Linked DNA regions of Mus musculus: region 2 is linked to region 1. Evidence: chromatin contacts called from public HiChIP or PLAC-seq data. All regions are on one chromosome and are shown on one strand. Each heading gives the region's core, a stretch centred on a gene start, on an enhancer-like site or on the middle of the called end of the contact. The rest is flanking DNA. Distances are from core to core; before and after follow the strand shown.

Region 1 (6,256 bases), core at 1,483-3,982:
ATGACACTGCCAAAGAATAGCTAACCAACTACAGCATGCATTGGCTATCCTAAAACAATCAAAATACAAGAAAATTACCTTAAATACAATCTTATAAAGATGATGGAAGCCTTTAAATAGGAAATGAATAAATCCCTTAAGAAATACAGAAGAATACAGTCGAACAGATAGAGGCATTTAGGTGGAAATAAATAAATCCCTTAAAGACATGCAAGAAAAGACAGCTAAATAGGTGAAGGTAATAAATAAAATGGTGTCAGACCTAAAAATTGAAATAAAAGAAAATACAAACTGATGTTTTCCTGAAGACGGAAAACCTAGTTTAGAGAACAGGAACACCAGATGCAAAGATGATATTTTCTAGTTCCATCCACTTGCCTTCAAAATTCATTATGCCCTTGCTTTTAACAGCTAAGCAGTACTACATTGTGTAAGTGAACCACATTTTTAAAAATCCATTCTCTGGATGAGGGGCGACTAAGTTTTTCCAGATTCTGTATCTATGACCATATTAGAATACACATCCTTGTGTAAGTTGGAAGTTTTGGGATATATGTCCAGCATTGTTATAGCTGGCTCTTCAGGTAAACTATTTTTAATATCCTGAGAAATCCCAAGATTGATTTCCAGAGTGGCTGTAAAATTATCATTCCCACCATCAGTGGAGGATTTTTTATTTTGTCAGCATGTGCTGTCTCTTGAGATTTTTTATCTTAGCCATTTTATTCTGAATTTGACTCTTATCTAGGGACTTTGGTATAGGACATAGAGAAAGCAAAGTTCTACTGTCCAGCATATTCTACCTGACGCCATTTTTGGTGGAGAACAGTATCATGCAGTTTAGAAGAAGTTCAAAGACAATAGTGATGTTATACCATGCCTAACCTTACAGTCTACATTATGAGCCTTCAGGTAAAATATACTGATTAGTGAATGACTGTTATTTGGTGAGCAGCTGTTTTCTAATTCGATTTGTGGACTATTGCATTGGAACCTCCTACCAAGTAAACATTCTCCAGCCCTGTGTACCGTTATTGTGTAAGGCTTTTCACTGTGTCTATTATACAATGTAGGGTGAATGATTCATACTCTTGAACACAGGTTCTCTGCCCCAGATGTAGCCTGATGAAGACAGTAAAAATGTTGTTATCTCCTGTCACTACCTATTTAGAAATGGAAACTGCAATAGCTGGATCCAACTGCCACCAAGGAGAAGCCTAGCTGGGAGAGGTACATTACAGTAATATTGGTAAAACTTAACATTTCTGACGCATAAGTCATTATCCCCATGTAAACTCCATCCATTTTTTCCTTCAGCTGAGTTCCATGAACAGTGAAGTTACAGGGATAAATTATTTCTGAAGCCAGACTTCAGTGCAACTTCAATATAAGCCATGACAAACTTACCTGCATGGAAGCTCATGGACAGCATGTGTCACAATCTCCATAGAGATATGAGGAGGTATGTGCAGGAGACTCTGTGTTCTCTGTGGTTTACTTTCTTAAGTGTATTAACTGATCTGGCCAGCTGTGATTGACATGTGATGTCTCCATGCACAAAAAGTGTAAATATTTTTTGTATAACATTTCACAGATATCTGTTTACTTGTTTCTGTGTGCTTTGTATATTTTTTAATAAAAGTCATGCAATATATTCTAATAACTGATTTCCCCACCAACAACATTTTCCAGATGCTTCCCACCTTCAAAATAACCCAACTCCACACCTTTGTTCTTGCTGAAAAATGGGGAAAAGGGGAAAAATAAATAAAAAACAAAAAAGAAAGAAATTTGGAGGGGAATTACAAGCGAATAAATAAACAAACGAAGAACAGTATACACACACATACAAACACACAGACACATAGACACCCCCCCACACACACACACATACACACAGAGAGACACACATGAAAACCAGGTAACTGTACCTCTATAGCCCTGATATATAAACAAAAGTTCAATAAGACAAAGAGACCTTATCAAGGTGATAATGGAAAAAATATCTGCAGAAATAACATTGACTTCATACTTTTGTTGGCTATCAGCTGGTAGGCATGTCTTCCAGGATTAATTCTGTTTAATATCTCCTAAGAGGCTCCACTGAAGAAAATAAATTATGGAGTAATTCTCTGTGGCAGATCTCTAGGATTCACATCTTTCACCTGGTTGGTCCTTTTCATTTTCTCTAGTCAGAATTTTCACTAATTATGCATTCTTGTAACTTCAGGCCTATTTCAGCACTAAGAACAAAACTGCTTCAGCTTCTAAGAGTCAGGTGCTACAGCATTTCAGTGATTTATGTCAACATAATCAGTACTGTGTACAGTGATTGTGTAAGTCTTTTTACCTTGTCTAATATACAATGTAAGGTGAGTGATTTATCCTGTGACCACAAGTGTTCTGCCCCTGCTGTTGCCGGATGAAGACAGGAAAGAGGATGTTATCTACTGTCATTTCCTTTGTATAAATGGGAACTGCAAGAGCTGGATCCAGCTGCCACCAAAGCAGAAGCTGGCTTTGAGAGGGACATCACAGTAATTCTGGCACAACTTAAAGACTGTGATGCATATGTCATTATTCCCATGTAAAGTAGATCTATTTCTCACTTCATCTGATCTCTGTGAACACTGAAATTACAGGGGTGAATTATTTCTGTAAACAGACTGTTAGTTTTCACTGTAAGATATGGAAAACCTAACTCCATGGGTACTCATGACCAGCAGGGGGCACTATGAGACCAACAATCTCATATAGAGATGAGGAGGGTATGGAAGGGACTCTTTGTCCTCTGTGGTTTTTTTTATTCTTATGTGTATTAACTGATCTGGCATGCTGTGATTAACAGTGATATCTCCATACTCAAAGCATGTAAAGGTTCTTTGCTAAAGAGTTCACAGATTATATGTTGATATTTTTAATCTGGTTTTTATAATTTTTGAATAAATGTGATACAATGTATTCTAATAACTGATTTCCCCACTCCCACCTATTTGTGGATCCTTCCTACCCTGAATTCAGACAAATACAAATCTTTTTTTCTTTCTTAAAATAAGCAAAGAAAGAATGAAACTTAACATAAAAATAAACAAACAAAAACATACAAACACATACAATCAAACACACAAATCTACATACAAAGAGAGAGAGAGAGAGAGAGAGAGAGAGAGAGAGAGAGAGAGAGAGAGAGAGAGAGAATGAGAATATCACAACTCTGTAGCCATGATATATGGGCAAACCATAAATGAGACAAAAGGAGTTGAACAAGGCAATATTAGGAAGAATGTATGCAAAAATCCCATTGAGTTCATTTTTTGGCTAAGCATATCTTCATGATTAACTGTGCTTAACATCCCCTGTGAGACTCCACTGGAGAAAACTAATTATTCATTTACATGTGATTGTCAATCACAGTTCTTTTTTAGGACATAGGTCCTGTGTCCATTTCCATCTCCTAACTTGGGGATTTTATCTGGGTTGAATTGGTTCTGGTTTTGTGCCTGCACCTAGAGTCTCTGTGAATTAATATGTGTATCAGTCCAATTGTGTCTTGAATATGCTCTTTCCTTGGAGTAGTGCAACTGCTCTGGCTCTTGTAAATCTGCTCAATTTTAAAATAGTTTACTCTCTATTACTAACTCTATTTTACTATATCACATTTGTAAATCCCTCATACTGTAACGGCCCCATCCTATGCGTTCAGTTTCTACAATTCAATACACTAAACAAAATACTCAAATCTTGGAACATGTATGAATGAGTACATGGAGCACTTGCCTAATGGACATGGATGACCTATTCAGTGTATATTTTCCAGTTCTATATGATATTCATAGTTCAGATAGCTCATGTTTTATCACTGAGTAATACTCACTTTATATATATATATATAACTATGACTTTTTTATTTTGGCTTTTTTGGAAATTTGGGAAGATTTCTTCTTCTATATGATGTGAAAAGACCATGAGCAACATACTGTGAATAAACATGAATGTATGAGCATCTCTACAATAAGATGTAGAGTCATTTGAGTAGATGTGTGAGAGGGTTACTGATGGGTAACAGCATAATTTTATTTATTATTTTCGGGCAATTTTCATAGGAAATTCTTCATCCCAGGTAAGTGTGGTTTTTAAAGCTCATTTTAAAAGATGATATAGGCCCCAGTAGACCTTAGGTGAAATGCTAATGATCAGGTTGTCAAGTTGCCTTATAAATATTTGTGCTTATTCCCAGTAGACTTCTGAGCCTTTGATCACAGAGGCTCATATGTGCTGTGTGTAAAGATTGATGCAGACGTTCATGAGTGGTCAGAGTGCTGAGAATGACTGAAAGAGTACTCAGCCACAGAGGAGTAATGATACCAAACTCTCACCCAAAACTCAAGGACCATCATAAAACAGGGAGAACAAAGGATGTAAGATACAGAGAATGGGGTCAATAGACATAAAATTTATATCTAGTGATTTAACTGTTCTTAGTGCACATATAAACTCTCAGTAGTTATACTTACCAGGACATGACACATACATAAATCAAACCAGTGAACATTACCACATGAGGGACTTCATAATGCCTGAACAGGTAAAGATGTCTACTGACAAGCTTAGCAATATCAGGTAAATGTCAGAGAATTGAATGACAGAAGTCATCCTCTGATGTTAATATATCACTGTATATATATATCCTGAACTTACCATATAATAATTTTTAAAAAATAAACACAGATTGGGATGAATAATTGAGGGCCCACACCAGGCTGAATGTCTTTTGTAATTTGATGACTTATGAACAAAACATATTCATCTTTTGGGGGCAAGATTTTGATGTTCACTCTTTACTAGTGATGACTCTATTTATGTGTATATAGCTAGTACTAATTAAACTCTCCATATTATTAGTTAATGAAACAGAGGATGTTGGATGTTGGGGAAAAAAGTTATTGGAATCTTCCGAGAGGAACCATAGGAACCAGTAGTGTTAGATAGTGAAGAGAGTACTGAGAGTGGTGGTAGATTATAGCATATTTCATACATGAAAATCTTTGTGAAATATTGAATTAACAACTTTACTTCTGTACAGATTTTTCATATGTGTATTTTGTACACTGTGCATATTTTTCTATCACCTCTTGCTCCTCCTATATTTCCTTTATTCCATTTATTACTAGAGAATTTCACTGATACAATATCATGTATGTGCACAAATAGTAGTATATGATGAAATATGTAAGAGCTGCTATGAGAGACTCATTTAATGTCTGTGATTTTGAGATTCTCTTCCTTAATACGGTTATCTCTATATTCATTTTTCTAAATTCAATGCAAATTTCTTATTTATTTCTGGTCAAGAAATGTGTGTGTGTGTAGTTTATTATATATATATATATATGGATATATCATATATATATATATATATATATATATATATATATATATATCCATGCTTTCTTGATAAAGTCATTTTTACATACATATAGATTATTCCTGTAATTTATTGATGATTCTCCTGAAATAAACATTGATAGGTAAACACTTTTGAAGTAATACATTTACTTTTAGTCATTTTATTCAGTTTTGAAGCATATAACAGGTTATAAAGGTAAATATTAATTGAGTATATGAGAGATAAGACTCTAAGACTCTAAAACTATAAAAGTTAGCTAGGTTTTTTTTTTTTTTGAGTTTTCCATCATTATCATCATCCATATCATCATCATCATCATCATTTCTTCTTCTTCTTCTTCTTCTTCTTCTTCTTCTTCTTCTTCTTCTTCTTCTTCTTCTTCTTCTTCTTCTTCTCCTCCTCCTCCTCCTCCTCCTCCTCCTCCTTCTTTTTCTTCTTCTTGTTCTTATTCTTCTTGTTCTTCTTCTTGTTCTTCTTGTTCTTGTTCTTGTTCTTGTTCTTCTTCTTCTTCTTCTTCTTCTTCTTCTTCTTCTTCTTCTTCTTCTTCTTCTTCTTCTTCTTCTTCTCAAAGCTTTATCTGTAAATCAACATGCTAACATATCCCAGAATAGAGCAACAGACTAAGGCCAAATATCAACTGAGAGATTTGTCCCTGTAGTTACAACCATATCAGCAGTTCAGGACTCATGGAAAGTGTATTGGATGCATTTCCTGAGAGAGGAATTGAATTTAGACTTCAACTTCCTGATGCCTCACCTGTGTGTCTTTTCAGTCCTTCCTCTCCAGTTCTTCTCCAGCTGGACTAGGTTCTTATGTAAGAAGTCCCCTGCTCATCATTATGCAAATTAC
Region 2 (6,712 bases), core at 3,376-5,875, 330 kb before region 1:
TCTTTGAGAGTCACTGAATTTCTGCTGTGACTTTATTGTACCTCTCTAAAATTCAGAGCTTTCACCTACTTGCTTGCTTTTATTTTCTCTGAGGAGTTTTTTTTTTTTCCCTAATTATCCAATCTTGTTATTACAGGCATATTTCAGCACTAAGTTAAAAAAATGTTTTAGCTTTTATTCATCAGCCCGGTCCTGAGATGCTTCAACATCTTAGTTATATATATTAACAGTATCACTCCTTTGTACAATTACTGTGTGAGCTTTTATACTTTGACCATTAATCAATGTACAGTGTGTGATTTATCATGTGTACACAGGGCCTCTGTAGGTTTGCATGGCTTACAATGAAGTTGCTCAGTGTTCACAGAGCTCAACCGGAAGAAAAAAATGGTTCTAGTTTGCCTGTAGATAATGGTTTATGCACTAGCAATTTTAAGTTTTGACAATATTAATATAATATCCCACTAAAAGCCAAATTCCTCTTTGGTAGCAGTTAGATCATGCAGTTACAGTTTCTAAAAAGGTAATGGGAGGAGAAATCAGTGTCTTTCCTGTTTTCATCAGAGGCCCTACAACCAACAGCAATGCACTGCTTCATACTGCTTTGAACTCCTATGGAACTCTCAGGCCATTACCTAATATGAAATTTTCCTGTACCTAGAACTGTTTTGTGCAACTGAAAACTCATGAATTCTGGGGGAAGAAATGTGTAGTTATGTAAGTAACTTACAAATCAAAATTTTACATAAATCTTTCATCCCATAAGTCCTTTCTTTCAAGTGTCTTCATGCTGACTTAGTATCACCTCTCACAGTCTCCCACTGGGTACCTAGAGGTGACTTTTGTTCTATAGAGCTCTTGCTTTTGGATATATGGGTGATTATCGACCTGCCCATACATTCCTGTGGAAGATGGTAATCTCAGGGTTTGATGTAGTAATATTTCTCTGTATCCAGAATATTAATTTTGCATGTTCCTGTAGGAGACATTTCCCCCATAAAATAGGAATATTATGTGCTTAATATGAATGAAATCACATATGGTGAATACATTGCATGAGGCAGGATCAGTTATGTATTAGACATCATTCAAACCTATTTTGTAAGTCATTTTGATATTCCTAGACACCTTATTCAGCAAAGCTCCCCACTGTGTGCATCCACTGTGGAGATCAGTATGGCTGTTCACTTGAACCTGGGAATAGATATCCCTCAATATCTAACTATGCCACTCTTGAGCATATTAAAAAAAGGACTCGACATCCTACTAGACACTTGTTTTATCACATTCATTGGTGCTCTATTGTTATAAGCTGAAATTGGAAATGGTCTAGAGGTTATCAGTGGAAAAATTGGATGAATAAACATAGAACTAAACTGAAAGCTGCCTTGTATGTCATGAGGACCTGGTGCTGATTGGTCTTAGTCCTGCGCTTGCTGCTTCAATCTTTTTCTATTCACATGACCTTTGCTGAGGTGATTTAAATGGTCTTGTTCTTCTGGCATCCTCTTTCCCCTCTGGCTCTTACACTCTTTCAGTTGCATCTTCTGTGGGCTTCCTTGAGCTCAGAAGAATGGGATTTAATGGGAGCTGTGTGTTCCAATATCTCTCTTTCTGCCTAAAGTCCAACATGGGTTTCAGTATTTGTTATGATTTAGTTTTAGTACTAAATTACTGAGTGTATGAGCAAATGGGTCTCTGATTCTTAATCTTTCTCTTGGTCCTTTTTTCATTCTTTGATTCTCCTTGACATACTTTTGAATGATGGTTTTGTTTTACATTATATTTACTTCTATAAGTTTAGTTTTTATAGTTTAGCAGCCTATTTTTGTCTAATGAGTGTTAGAAAGAGGGTGGAACTAGATGATATTTGAAGTGCAGCACTTGCAGTAGTAGAGGGTGGGGGAACTCTAATCAGGATGTATTGTATAAAAAAGAAAATCTACTTTTAATAAAAGGGGAAAAAGATGGCCATACAAAAGAACATTACACAGCTCTTAACGTATACTAAATCATGCAATTTGCTAGTAAGTAGGTTGAACTACAGAAAAAGTCTCATATGAATTAGAATGATACAGACCCTAAAAGAGAAACATGTATATATTTTCTTAAATGTGAATGTGAGCTGTTATGTATTCCATTGTCAGGCTATAATCCTTTGCCCTCAGCTCCAGGCCCTCTAATTTTAATCCATTCCTATACATTCAATTTCCCTTCCCTAAGATACCATCACTGTCCAGTAGATTCTTCCTCTAAATCTCAAAGCTATAGCATAAGGATTGTTGGTGGGATTGCAAGCTTGCACAACCACTCTGTAAATCAGTCTGGGGTTTCCTTGGAAAATTGTACACAAAATTACCTGAGGACCAAGCAATTCCACTCCTAGGCATATACACAAAAGATATTTCAACACATAACAAGGACACATGTTCTACTATGTTCATAGCAGCCTTGTTTTTAATAGCCAGAAGCTGGAAAAAATCTAGATGTTCTTCAACAGAGAAACGGATACAGAATATGTGGTACATTTACAAAATGGAGTACTGCTCAGCTATTAAAAACAATGAATTCTTGAAATTCTTAAGCAATGGATGGGACTAGACTCATCCTGAGAGAGGTAATGAAATCACAAAAGAACACATGTGGTAAGGACTCACTGGTAAGTGGATATTAGCCCCAAAGCTTGGAATACCCAGTATACAATTCACAGAACATATGAATTTCAAGAAGAACAAAGACCAAAGTGTGGATACTTCTTAGCAGGGGGAACAAAATTCTCACAGGAGAAAATATGGAGACAACAATGTGGAGCAGAGACTGAAGGAAAGGTCATCCAGAGACTGCTCCACCTGAAGATCTAGCCCATATACAGTTACCAAACCCAGACACTATTGTGGATGCTAACAAGTGCATGCTGACAAGAGCCTGATATAGTTGTCTTCTGACAGGCTCTACCAGAGCCTGACAAGTACAGAGCCAGATGCTTGCAGCCAACTATTGGACTTAGCATGGTATCCCCATGGAAGAATTTGAGAAATGACTGAAAGAGCTGAAGAATTTTGCAACCCCATAGGAAAAACAATATCAACTAACCAGAACTGCCCAGTTCTCCCAGGGACTAAACCACCAACCAAAGTGTCCACATGGAGGGACCCATGGCTCTAGCCACATATGTAGCAGAAGTTGGCCTTGTTGGGCATCAATGGGAGAAGAGGCTCTTGGTCCTCTGAAGGCTCAATGTCCCAGTGTAGGGGAATGTTAGGGTGGGGAGGCAGGAGTAGCTGTGTGAGTAGGAGAACACCCCAACAGAAGCAGGGGGAGGGGGGATGGTATAGAGATTTTTAGGGGATAAACAGGGTAACCTTTGAAATGTAAATAAAGAAAATAGCCAATAAAAAAAATCATCAGAGACAATAGGCACCGGGATTTGAAGGCCTTTAACTCAACTGATCCAACGTCACAAGAACTCACAAAGACATTTGCAAGAACAGGGCCACCATGGATCTGTTTCTGGCCCTTTTTGTATATATTATACTTTTATTTTAGTTGTTTTATGGGACTTCTGATTGTTTGAATTAGATGACCTCTGATTCATGTGCCTTTTCTTAGGACTCTTTTGCTTTTGTTGATTAACCTTTTCCAACTTCAGTTAAATGCCTTTTATATTAGCTAATTATATTTTATTTTGCTAAGTTCTATTTTTACCTCTTAGAAGCCTGTTTTTACAAGAAACAGGAAGGAAGTTTATCCAGACAGGAGAAGAGGTGACAAGGATCAGGAAGGAGTAGTGGGAGGGCAAATATATATATATATATATCTCCCATATTTATATATATGGGTTAACCTATGTCAGGGTGAGGAGTTTATTTTTAATTTGACATGTTAATTAGGATATCCAATGGGGGCATTTTATTTATTGACTGATTGACTGATTTTTAAATTCCAGATGCTGCCCTCTCCTCTGGTCTTCCATAAACAAGTCTCTCCTTCTATTCCTTTCCCTTCTCCTCTGAGAGGGTAGGTGCACCATTGGATATCCCCCAACTCTGGCCTATTAAGTCTCTGCAGGGTTAGGGGCATCATTTCCCACTGAGGCCAGACAAGTTAGTCCAGTAGGGGAGTGGATTTCAAGACAGGTAGCACCTTAGGGACAGCCCCCATTCCTGTTTTTAGGGGACTCACATGAAGATTTAGCTACCCATTTGTTATACATGCGTTGGGTGTCTTGGTCAAGCCTATGTATTGTTTTTGGTTGTTGTTGGGGTCCCTGAGAGCCCATGAAATTATGGAGTAAGTCTCATTGCAGATCTCTAAGATTCAGACATTTATCTGATTGCTCTATTTCATCTTTTCTAAGCAGAGTTTTTACTTGTTAGTATAGCCCTATTTCAGCACTATGTTCAAAATTGTTTGAGCTTCTAAGTTTCAGACAGGTCCTAATCTGCTTCAACATTTTAGTTATTGATAGCAATAGTCTCACTCCTGCGTACAATTATTGTGTAAGTGTTTTCACTCTGTCTAATAAACAATGTAGGGAGATTGATTTACCCTCTGTCACAGGTGTTCTGCCAGAGGTCTAGCCTGATGAAAACAGCAAAGCAGCTGTTACTTCCTGTTATTGCTTTTCTAGAAATGGGAACTCATAGAGCTGGATCCAAATGCGACCAAGGTAGAATCTGTCTTTGAGAGGGATATTATAACCATAGTAGCACAACTTAAAATCTCTGATGAAGACAACGTTATCCCTAGGTAAACTAGAGCCATTTATCCCTTCAGCTGAGCTCTGTAAACACTGGAGTTACAGGAATTTCTTAAGGCAGACTGTGCAACTTTGTGTGAGACATGACAAGCCTAAATGCATAGGAGTTCATGACCAGCAGGGGTCAGCATGTGGACAAGAATTCTCATAAAGAGATGAGATGGATGGGGACGGGACTCTGTATAATCTGTGGTTTCCTTTCGTAATTGTATTAACTGATCTGCCCAGCTTTGATTGACATGTGATATCTCCATGCCCAAACATGGTAAAGATTCTTTATTAAACACTTCACAGTTTTATGTTTACTTATTTTATTTGCTTTTTATAGTTTTTGAAAAAATACACAAAATGTATTCTAATATCTCATTCCCTCATCCCAAACTTATTCCAGATCCTTCCTACCTACCAACTCACTAAACTACACACATTTTATTCTTTCTGAAAAACCAAAAAATGAGAAATTAATTTAAAAGGGATTTAAAAGCAACCAAAAACTAAAGAAAATAAACTGAACACACACACACACACACACACACACTCACATACACACAAACACACACACACACACACACACACACACACACACACGGAAACCAGTAAAACCACAAATTTCTATCCATCATATATATTCCAAATGTCAGTGAGACAATCAGAATTGAAGATATTAGAAAAAATGTCTGCAAAAATACCATTGTTTTGATTTTCTTTTGTGCTACCAACTGCTAAGCAGATTTTACAAGATTAATTGTGCTTAGTGTCCCCTATGAACTCCATTGGGGAAAACTAGTTTTTCCTTTGTGTGTGAGTGTTGGATGCAGAACTTCTTGGTTAGCAGTGAGAGCCTGTGTGTCCATTTCCATCTGCAAATTTTATCTGAGTTGACTTGGATCATGCTCTGAGTCTGCAGTCACAGTCTCTGTGAATTCACATGTGCAACTGTCCAATTGTGTCTGAAGTACATTCATTCTTTGGAGTTATCCACACCCTCTGGCTCTTATAATCTAAATCTTAAAACTTTTTTATTATTAATATCTCTGTTTTGTTTTATCATGTTTATAAATTCCTCATACTTTACTGTCCCAATTCTAGTCTCTCTGATTCTACAATTCAATATACCAAACAAAATATTTAAATCTTTGAACACATATAAGTGAGAGTGAATCACTTGGTTTATAGATAGGAGTGATTTATTCAGTATATTTTTTCAGTTCCAATGAGACAGTTATAGATTACATAATTTATTTTACAACTGAGTGATATTCATTTTACTGTGTTTATGATTTTTTCAAGTTTATTTATGCTTTGTTGGAAATCTAAGATGATTCTCTCTTCTTTGTGCTGTAACTTGAGCATGAATAACATGCTGTGAATAAATATGGATGTATGACCATCTGCATAATAATATGTAGTGCCATTGGAGTACATGTTTGAGAGGGTTTTTCTGGGACAAAGCAATTTTATTTATTTATTTTTTTGGTGAACTTTCATAGGAAAGTCTTCATCCTAGGAAAGTGTGGTTTAAAAGGATATTTAGTGATGATATATGCCCTAGGGTCATGCTGTCAAACTTCCTTATAAATATTTACCTTTATATCCTGTAGACTGTCTGAGCCTTGATCACAGAGGTCCATATGTGCTGTGTGTAAAGATCAATGCAGCCAATCATGAGTGGTCAGAGTGCTGAGAATGATTGACAGAGTACTCAGGCACAGACGAGTAATAATACCAACCTCTCACCCAAAAATCAAAATCAAGAACCATCATAAAACAGGGAAAGAGATATAGAAAATGGGGTTAAAGGATATCAAATTCTATCTCCAGAGATTTAACTGTTTTATTGCATGTAAGAACTCTCAGTAGATATATTTAACATTATAAGATACACAAATCAATCCAGTGAAAATTACCACATGTGAGACCTCTAAATAGCTGAGCAGGTAAAGATGTCTACTG

The links. HiChIP or PLAC-seq counts read pairs in DNA pulled down with a chosen protein or histone mark.
Region 2: an H3K27ac HiChIP or PLAC-seq map of large pre-B cells shows a contact between it and region 1, with 2.5 times the contacts expected there. The contact joins two enhancer-like sites. A contact is called at or near these places in 1 of 484 Hi-C or Micro-C datasets (cranial neural crest) and 1 of 115 datasets of contacts at active chromatin or transcription factors (large pre-B cells).

What each region holds. Positions count from the first base shown.
Region 1 is chr12:114,647,102-114,653,357 of GRCm38.p6, reverse strand. It overlaps Igh. Among named protein-coding and RNA genes, the nearest start is that of Gm40899, 110 kb to the left of the region's middle. Within about 2 kb of position 2,732, at least 2 of the 459 cell types and tissues checked have an H3K27ac peak or open chromatin away from gene starts, as enhancers often do.
Region 2 is chr12:114,979,859-114,986,570 of GRCm38.p6, reverse strand. It overlaps Igh. Among named protein-coding and RNA genes, the nearest start is that of Gm40899, 220 kb to the right of the region's middle. Within about 2 kb of position 4,625, at least 19 of the 459 cell types and tissues checked have an H3K27ac peak or open chromatin away from gene starts, as enhancers often do.